2 separate regions of the Oryctolagus cuniculus genome follow, and region 2 is linked to region 1. The links are chromatin contacts, called in public Micro-C maps. All regions are on one chromosome and are shown on one strand. The core of a region is the stretch at or near the end of the contact, and the rest is flanking DNA. Distances in the headings are between cores, read along the strand shown. Region 1 overlaps MYO1D (myosin ID). Region 2 holds the start of CDK5R1 (cyclin dependent kinase 5 regulatory subunit 1).

Region 1 (4,663 bases), core at 1,510-4,009:
GTGTTCTGAAGTGGGACACGAGAGTGCTATGCACAGCCTTGTCTTGACTGCGAGGCCAGACGTCTGCCCCTAGTGCTTGTGTTCCTGTCCAACAGGCAATTCCCTGCACAGTCCCTCTGGACACTTCCTGACATGACGTGGAGAATTCCCACAGTCCATCCAGGGCACGTCTGATGTATTCCCTCCCCCGTGGCTGGTGGTGGTCCTCAGGCCTAAGCCACATTTGGATCGTGGTATCAGGAGGTATTGGACACCAGCTCCATGGTTAGGTTTGCTCAGTAGGAAAGAGGAGAGGGAGAGAGGAGCTTCGGTGAGCCAGGTTCACTTGCATCCTTAGGTCATCTAACACCTGCAGCTGTCCCCATCTCGCAGCGAGGATCCTGGTCTTTGTCACACTGGCCCAGAAGTTGTGCTCATGAAGCCCCCCGCATGGGTGAGACTCAGCTGACGCTGCACCTTGGCAACGTGTCTAGGCCGTCTCAGAGCCTCGTTGTCGTAAGTTCTTCCTGCAGAAAGCGTTCCTTCTGTTTCCTGACTGCTTCCAGCCAGGTGCTGTGGGACAAGTGTTGCGGCTTTCCTCACACACCATAGCAACCTCAACCAGTGGCTAGCCCTGTAGCCCTGTGAGTTAAGCCTCTGCTGCAGACACCCACATCCCCTATCAGAGTGTCAGCTTGAGTTCCAGCTGCTCCACTTGCAGTCCAGTTTTCTGCGAATACACACTGTGGAAGGCAGCAGATGATGTCTCAGTGCTTGGGCCCCTGCCACCCGTGTAGGAGAGCCAGACAGAGTTCCCAGGCTCCTGGCTTCGGCTTGACCCAGCCCTATCTGTTGCAGGCATTTGGGAAGTGAACCAGCATATGGAAGATCAGTGTGTGTGTGTGTGTGTGTGTGTGAGAAAGAGAGAGAGAGAGACAGAGAGAGAGAGAGAGAGACAGAGAGAGATTGCCTTTCAAGTAGATGAAAGCAACTTGAAAAACTCAACCAACTCCACTATCTTTACGTGTCCTAATTCACTGAACTTGTGTAACTCAGCAATAAGAGCGAACCCTGACTGCTCGACTTTGACAGGCACATTAGCCACAAACCTTCTGAAGCACCCTCACATGTATGTGCACAGGCACACGGCTGTGGGTGTGGTATACACACATGCAGGGGTCTTGTATGAACACAAGGTTTCATCACCTAGGAGTGCAATCACTCAGTCCAGCAGCTAGACCAAGTTTAGCTCTGCAGGAGCCGCCAGCTGTCTCCCACAGCGGCTGCTTCACCGTCTCACCACTACTGGGCATGGGGTGTTCTTTTAGCCCTTCTGATAGGTGTCTTATCGTCTACTTTCCAGTACCCTAAACCAGATGGCAGCACACTGAGGCCTCATCTTTAAGAGAACAATCTCTCTAGTTTCTAACAAATAGGTTTGTGTTCAGGAGATAAAGGCTGCCTTTATTATTATTATTATTTGAAAGGCAGAGAGAGAAGGGATCTTCAGTCCACTGGTTCACACCTCCAAATTTTATTTGAAAGGCAGAGAGAGAGAATGAGAAAGAAAGAGAGAGAGAGAATGAGAAAGAAAGAGAGAGAGAGAGAGAGAGAGAGAGAGAATCTTCAGTCCACTGGTTCATGCCCCAAATAGCTACAGCAGCTGTGGCTGGGCCCGGCCTAAGCCAGGAGCCAGGAGCTTCATCCAGGTCCCCACGTGGGGGCAGGGGCCCAAGCACTTGGGCCATCTTTTGCTGCTTTTCCCAGGAGCATTAGCCGGACAGCTGAACCAGAAGTGGAGCAGCTGGGACAGGAAATAGCGCCCATGTGGCATGCCGGCTTCGCAGGCGGAGGTTTAACCCGCTAAGCCACGACACCCATTCCCTAAATACTGCTCTTTAAACCGAAGGAATAAAAGATAAGTTGGGTGCCTCTACTTCCCCTCTGCTTAGCAAAGATTGTTCCATCAACTTCAAGTTCCCGTTTCATGATGGGCCCCGACACCCGAACAAAGTGGGAACCCATGACAGGTTTTGGAGAATATTGACAGTCAACCCTGTCCTCACAGATGGCCCTGGGAAACAGCGGCCAGCGGCCATCTGAGCGGGAGGTTCCGGTGCCAGGTGGTTGCTTTAGTAGCCGCAGAGTGACTTCCTGCGCGCAAACGCTGGATGCTCAGGAGTCTGTTATTGTCCAGTCATCATCCTCCCCCTTGAAGTCACTGTCTACACCGCACTCTAACTCCTATATCAAATGAAAGCGCTGCTTCCAGCCGAGCTGTGGAGAAAGCGCAGAATGCGGGCCGGGCCGTGGTGTGAGACCGGCTTGTCAGCGGGGCGCTGGGCTCCGGGCGGTGCGAAAGCGGGCGACGCCCCGCACCGCTCCTAACGCATCCAAAACCGCCAGCGGGGGCCCCTGTGGCCCCGAGATTCCTCGTGGAGGCCGCAGTGAAAGGGCAGCCGCCGGGCGGATGCCCACACCAACCCACGTTCCACTCCGCGGGGAGGCGCCCTGGTGCGCGTGCGCGACTGCCCGCAGAGCTCCGCGAGCTGCCGTGGGCTGATGTGCCTCCCGGGCTCGTTTTGCAGGGTGGGGGTCGGTTTTGTTCTGACAGAGCCCCTTTTCTCATCAGTAGGGGCTCGCTGGCTAAGGTAATAGCCGCTTAATTTACCAGATGCCTCTTTTCGCCATGCGGGGAGCACGAGGTAAAGCGACGGTTTTGTGGCGACTCTGTCTGACGTGACTTGCGGGAAGGCGCGCGTTGTGTGTGCTGGGCTGGCGCAGGCGCGAGGCGCCCCCCTCCCCCGCCAAGGCGTTTCCATGGGAACCCGGAGGGGGGGCTGCTGCGGAGGGCTGGCGCCCCGCCCCCAGCCATCCCTGGGGCCTTTAAGCTGTGTTTATTAGTCCTCTTAAATGGAAAGTATATAATCCCGTAATGTCAGGGCCTGAGTGGCACTCGGGTTTATTTATTTATTTAGGTAATAAATTTTCCTTCCTAATTAATTCTCAGCAGGTCCTGGGAGCTGTACCGTCTTGAACATCTTGTGCAAATGTTTGTATTTCTGTCGAACAAAGAGAGTCGCTTAGTAAAATCAGATAATTTTGAAACCGCCTGTTCTTTGAGGGAGGGGGACTGGTGGGTATATAGCAGAGAAATTTAGGGACATACAGATGTCAGAGTCTCTGTTTAATATTCCAGGATTTTATTTTAGTCTGATGGCTTTGGCTGTGAAGCCACCTTTCCCCTCTTCTTATATTTTTTTTTAAAATTCAGTGATTTTACTGTTGGATTTGAATGAGCTACATGGTTTTAAAATGCTTCTGAGAAATGTGACACCTAAGCTGTGTTCTCTCTTTTTTTTTTTTCTTAATAAGAAAGAATACAGAGTTTCAGAGCTCCCCTATTGATTGCCTTCCTGACATGTGTTCAGAAGTAAATGCCTTTTGTTACACTGCTTAGAGATCACTGCTTATGCTAACCAGCACTAAGCAAACCGATTTATCACGGCAGAAGTTGGCGTTTTGGGGCACAAGACAGTCCATTTTCATCAGGACTAGGAAATTCAATTTCACATGTAAAAGATGGATCAAAGCAGTGTGAAAGCAACAGTCATTAGGGCCAATTTATGACTGCTTTAAGAAGCTGTCTTGTTAAAGCAACACAAAACCATTTAGGAACCAAAGTATACAGAAATACATACATGGTCACTTCACTTAGAGGTCAGGTTGCTAGAAGCAAGATCTTAAAATGAAGCCCTGCATGGATTCACACAAAGACAAAGAGCTGTGCCTTCGCAGAAGCAGAGGATGCCACGCTGGTGCGAGAGGGGCTTCCTTTGACAGAGCCGCCTTCCAGAGCCCTTTCTAGGCACTACTACACGTACGTGAGCACCTGCCATGTACCATCCATTTGGCAGGGGTCGGCACAGAGCCTGGACACCCCCACCCCCCAGGCAGACGTGCAGGTGTGGCCACGGGGAGGCTTTGCTCTCGAGAAACTGGTGCTTAGGAAGGTGAAACTGTCGCTCCCACAGTCACAAAGCTCCCAGGGAAGGAGCTGCACGGCACACCCCAGGCTGTCTGCACGAGCACCCAGTCCCCACTCCCTGCTGCCTCCCTCTTATGAAAAACGACACAAGCAACTGAAGTCCGGCTTTAAGAGCAAAGAAACAACAGGGCTAACATTTGCCATATGCCCGATGCCAGGCATTTGCTGGACAACGTGATCATACTATATCTCAATTGTTATAAGACTCCCGTGAGGCAAATAACTTTCATAAATGAAACCAGTTCTCAGAGACATGGATCTCTAGGCTTTCAAAACGAGGTTTTCTGACCTCAAACCCAAGTTAGCCACAAATGTAGGCATCCTCCGGTTTCATTTCCTATGTTGCACTCTCTCATGTTTCCTTTATTTGTTTATGTAAGTCTTTCTTGTATGAATAATTGCTCTCTGAAGTATTTTACCTTAGCCTTTTGAACAGAGGTGATGTGTAGGCCCGAGGGAAACTTAAACAAGGAGGGAGCTTGTCTGTTAGCCCTGCTCTGTGTGTCAAGGTATGACCCATTAGTATACAAAACAGAAAGAGAAAATGTTTTGCTTCATTTCTGCTGGGGGAAAAATATAGCACCTTTGAAGGGAGCTGCTGCATTGTACTTCTGTTTGCACAGCTGTTTCTCCCCT
Region 2 (4,663 bases), core at 1,500-3,999, 120 kb after region 1:
CAGCTCCATCCTCCCAGCGGCCGGGACTGGGCAGATCCTCCCGGCATCTGCCCGCCGCTCTTTGTTCTCCGAAGCCGGAGCGACAGGCCACGGAGGAAGACCCGCTCCCTTCTCTTGCCCCTCTCCCGGGGTCAGGCCAGCAGGGGAAAGCAGCCGTGAGGCACACACCATGTGTTCCCGCAGCCAGCAGGCTAAGGGGGAAGCAGCCCCAGCGGCCGAGAGTGAGCGGGGCACAGTCAGCAGTCACACTCGCGTCCCTTACTGTCTCCAGGGCAAGACCGAGCCATCTTGCAACAGAAATTAACAGGGCTGGGGGTGGGGCTAGTACGCCACTATCATAAACCCCCAATCCCCGACACCTTCTGCCCCGGCGCTCAGCAAGACGGACGTCGTGGGCGCCAGCAAGAGGCCTGGGCACCTGGGTGGATGCCACCTGCCCAAGACGCGTGCTGCTGCTGACGGGCACCTGTGGCCGTCCTGGCACACACCGCAGGTGACCGGTCCGCGTCACTCAAGTGAAAAATTCAGCCAGGAGAGGAGTCGGCCCCAGCTCTGCCCCACCCCTTTAGCTAGGACCCAAAATGAGAGAACCGAATGAGTCAAACCAGCTTATTGGCCAACGCTGCCCACACAGCTGGGCGCAGTGGACAAGGGTGCAGATGGGGCGAGTTGCATTTCTCCACTGAAAGGAAGCCCTTCTCCCTAAAAAAGAAGTAAACCAGGGCCTCGTGTGGCCAGATGACCAGACGCAGTCCCCGCACTACGGCCGCCGCTCTCCGCCCCACCTTGGCTGACGCCGCGGAGGATCTCGCCCCACAACCCCGCTCGCCGCCCCGCTGGCCTCTGGGAGAACGAATGGCTCAAAACGGCTGCCAGCAGAGAGCCACCTAGCACAAACCCCAGTTCCTCCCCGGAGCCCCTGACCAGGGGCCCCTCTCCAGCACCCGTCCAGGGAGCAGAGGGCAGCCCGGGCACCAGCAGCAGAGGCGGGTCGGTCCTTTGCATTCCCCGGAGCGAGAGGCCAGCAGCCTGGCGGCTCTGGCCGCATCTTCTGGGTCTTGCACAAGGTCTGTGAGCTCCAAAGTACCCAGAGGTGCCGGTGAGGCCAAAAACGCACCCGGAGGAGAGACGGTGGGAAGGGAGAGCGCCCCGGCGGCTTCGCTAGACACGTACTGTACACAAAACTCCGATTCTGTTTAATAAATTTTTAAAAACGCACGGAACCCGCGAGCCCCCGGCGTGGGCCCCGGGGCTCACCGGTCGAGCCCGAGGAGGAGTCGCTTCTTGTCCTCCTGGCTGCTCTCGTTCTTGAGGTCGGAGAAGACCTGTGTGAAGTAGTGGGGGTCGGCGTTGATCTGCAGCATCTTGGAGCTCATGAGGTTGATGACGGAGAGGCAGCGGTCCCAAAAGGCCTCCTTGCGGCTCTCCACCAGGAAGGGCTTGAGGGGGTAGGAGATCTCGTTGCCCATGTAGGAGTAGGAGAGGTACAGGCAGGTCAGCAGCACGGCCTGGAGCTCGTGGTCCGAGCCCACCTCGGAGGAGATGACATCCCGGCAGAGCATGTACAGGAAGACCACGTTGGCCGGCGTGATGAAGCCCTGGTCCTGCCAGCCCTGCAGCAGGAGCGAGCGGTCCACACTGCGCAGCCAGAGCACGGGGTCCGTGGGGGACAGGTGCTTCAGGCGGTAGCACCGGCGGCACAGGAACTCGCCCAGGCAGCGCAGTAGCTCGCTGGTGGACGCCTGGACGATGACCCGCTTGGGCGTCCCCGCGGAGCTGACGGCGGGATGCGGGGCCTTCTTCACGGAGGAGGAGCCCCCGGTCTGGGAGCCCGGGAGCTGGCTGGCCGCGGGCGCGGGCGGCTGGGCCGGCGGGGGCTGGGCGAACGTGGACAGGTTGGCGCACGACAGCGACTTCTTCAGGTTCTCATTGTTGAGGTGCGTGATGTTGTTCTGGTAGCTGCTGTTGGGCTGCACCTTCTTGGAGTTCTTCTTCTTGGCCGACACGGCCACGATCCTCTTCCACGGGAGCACGGAGATGATGGAGTGCCGCTTCAGGTTCTTGTCCTTGGCGTTCTTGCTGTTCTGCACGGCCGTGTAGTGGCCCACGGTGGCCGCGCCATCCTCAAACAGCGCGGCCTTCCGGTAGCTGGGGGACAGGGACAGCACCGTGCCCATGGTGCCGCTGCACGCCCAGCCTGCCGGCCGGCGGGGAACACCAGCTCACCGCGCCTGTGGCCGCCCCGGGGAGCAAAGCGGGCGCTCCTAGGACGCGTGCGGCCCCTCGGATCTGCGTGGAAAACAAGATGGTTCTCAGCACCAGGCGGGGCTCCGCGCCTCGGCGGCGGCCCCCACGGACCCAGGCCCAGGCCCCCGCTGCGGGGGCCCTCGCCCCAGGCTCTGCGGCCCCGCCCGCGCCCGCGCGCCGCAGCCTCGCCGTCTCCACTGCGGCACCCCCGCCCGCCGCCGCCGCCGCCGCTGCGGTCCCGAGGCGCAGCCGGGAGGGGCCCGGGCTCGGGCGGAGGCAGCCGCAGACCCTAGCCTCGACACCCCGCGCGGCCCCTGCCCCGGCTCCCGGGGCGGCGAGACGCTCGCCCAGCGCAGGCTTACCCGGCAGGCGGGGGCTCCTGCGCTCCGGGCCCTCCGCAGTGCGCGCCGCGGCTCCGCCGCCGCGATCCCGGCGCTCGGCGGCGGTGGCGGCGCTGCCGAAGCTTCTGTCCAAGGTTCTGCAGGCGCCGCGGCCCCGCCCCCCGCCCGGCCGCCCTCGCCGCGCTCGCGCTCCCGCCTCCGCCCCCGGCGCGCACCCCACAGGCCGTCCTCTCGGGAGCGAGCGAGCGCCGTGCGCGCGCCGAGCCCAGGCGGGCCCGGTCTGACCCGGGAGCCGCGGCCACCGGCGTCCTCAGCCCGAGCTGCGCGCGGTGCGACAGGACGCAGCCGCGAGCGAGGGGCGGCGGGGACACGCGGCGCCGGCCCCTCCCGCACTGCTCGCCGCCGCCCCGGCAGCGGTCCGGTCGCGCGAGGGTCCCGGGCGCTCGCGCAGGCGAGCTCGGCCGGCGGGGCGCGCCGGGGCCGGGCGGGGCCGAGCGCCGACCCCGCCCGCCGCGCCGCGCCGCCCCGCCCAGACACGTGCTGCCTTTGTTCCCGCCGCGGCGCCCGCAGCTGCCGGCCGAGCCCCGGGCCTGGCAACGCGCAGCGGGCCCTCCGCCGAGGCCGCGCCCGGAGCCCGTTCCCAGGAGCTGGGGAAAAGAAGGCTGCGGCGGGGAGAGGCGAGGCCGTTCCTGAAGCCGCCTGAGAACCACGCGCACCCCCGGTGGCGGCGGTCCCCCGGGGGCCTCCGTTTCCTCGCGCGGCGGTCTCAGAAATCCAGGCCGCGGCCGCGTTCCGCACTCCAAACCTGCCGTGGAGCCCCGGGCGGGCGACTCACCCTCACCTGTCAGGGCAACGCGGAAGCGACTGCTCCTCCAACCAGCCTCTGCCTCGGATGTTTTCCCTTCTACACCCGCCTGATCTGACAACCTGACGCCAATAAAACTGCGTAAAATCCCGGTCCCAGTAAGAGCCGTTCCTCAGACGTGACCCCAGGCCCTTGGCCAAGACCACTGTTCACTTAGTGCTTTTGATCGGGTGGTAACCTCTTCTCTGCCGGGGGTGCAGAGGTGAACGAACACCCAATTCCCTGACACTGAGCTGGCACCACGCCGAACCTTGCTGCCGTCGAGTCAGGAAGCGCTAGCATTCAGTTACCTATCAACCAGAAGTCGTTCATGGTGGCGACGCAGTTTTAGGAACCTTGGTGCCGGCGCAGGCATTACTCTGTACCCAAAGGGCTGCTCCCTGCCCCCCCCCCACACACACACACAAAGCGAGTTTATCCCTGCAGAACCACCACAGCAGCTGTTGCTGATTTAGAAGGCCGAGTCAGCTCAGCGTGCCCCTTTGAAGTTCCGCAGTATACAACTGTCTTAGTCCATTTTCCGTTGCTAAAACACAACACCTGAGCACTGGGTGATCCATAAAGAAAAGAGGTGTACCTGGCAGCCAAATCCGCTCAGCTTCAGTGGCTTCGGCTCAGCAAGGCAGAGGAGCAAGCCGGCAGGCACGTGGAGAGGCACGTGTACCAGCGAGAGGAAGGTTTTTTATAGCCACCCACTCTGCAATAACCACCCACCACCCATTCCCCCGAAAACCACAGTAGCTCCTTCAAGGGGGTGGAGCCTCCATGACTTTAAAGCTCCCACCTCCTGCCAATGCTGTTAACACTGGAGACCAGGCCTTGTGGGCTTTGGTGAAGACAAGCCATGGACACAGCAACAATCCTACCTGCTTTTCAGGTGGGGCAGTCCTCCGCCTTCAGGGCAAGACACTCAAAGTTGCTCCTGGCTGTTCCAGTCCTCTGGTCCACTGTCTGTCCTCCTAAGGCCAAGCTCAACCCCAGCCCGTGCCTCCAGCCCTCAGCGGAGATGGCCAAGCCCCCTTCAAATGCTCATGTGGAGCTAAACACTCTCCATTTCCCAAATTATGCCAGAGTCCTAAGCCTGTGATCCACCCCTCAGAAGAAAACTCAACCTCAATTCTAACTATTCAGTTCCCAAGCCAGAAGAACCCCTGCATGGGCCTTTCCCAGCCTGCCTGCAGTTTTTTTCTTTTTAAGATTTTTATTTGAG

The links. A called contact is a pair of places that touch in the nucleus more often than the background predicts.
Region 2: a Micro-C map of ear pinna shows a contact between it and region 1, with 2.3 times the contacts expected there. The contact joins the promoter of CDK5R1 here to the enhancer-like site in region 1. A contact is called at or near these places in 2 of 6 Hi-C or Micro-C datasets (ear pinna and an unstated tissue).

The regions. Positions count from the first base shown.
Region 1 is chr17:41,463,437-41,468,099 of mOryCun1.1, forward strand. The region is part of intron 20 of MYO1D (myosin ID); the gene reads left to right. Among named protein-coding and RNA genes, the nearest start is that of CDK5R1, 120 kb to the right of the region's middle. Within about 2 kb of position 2,760, at least 1 of the 8 cell types and tissues checked has an H3K27ac peak or open chromatin away from gene starts, as enhancers often do.
Region 2 is chr17:41,587,416-41,592,078 of mOryCun1.1, forward strand. CDK5R1 (cyclin dependent kinase 5 regulatory subunit 1) reads right to left here and starts at 2,750. Exons shown (of 2, transcript XM_008271068.4): 1 at 2,610-2,750; 2 at 1,114-2,289. The coding sequence starts at 2,177. The coding sequence ends at 1,254.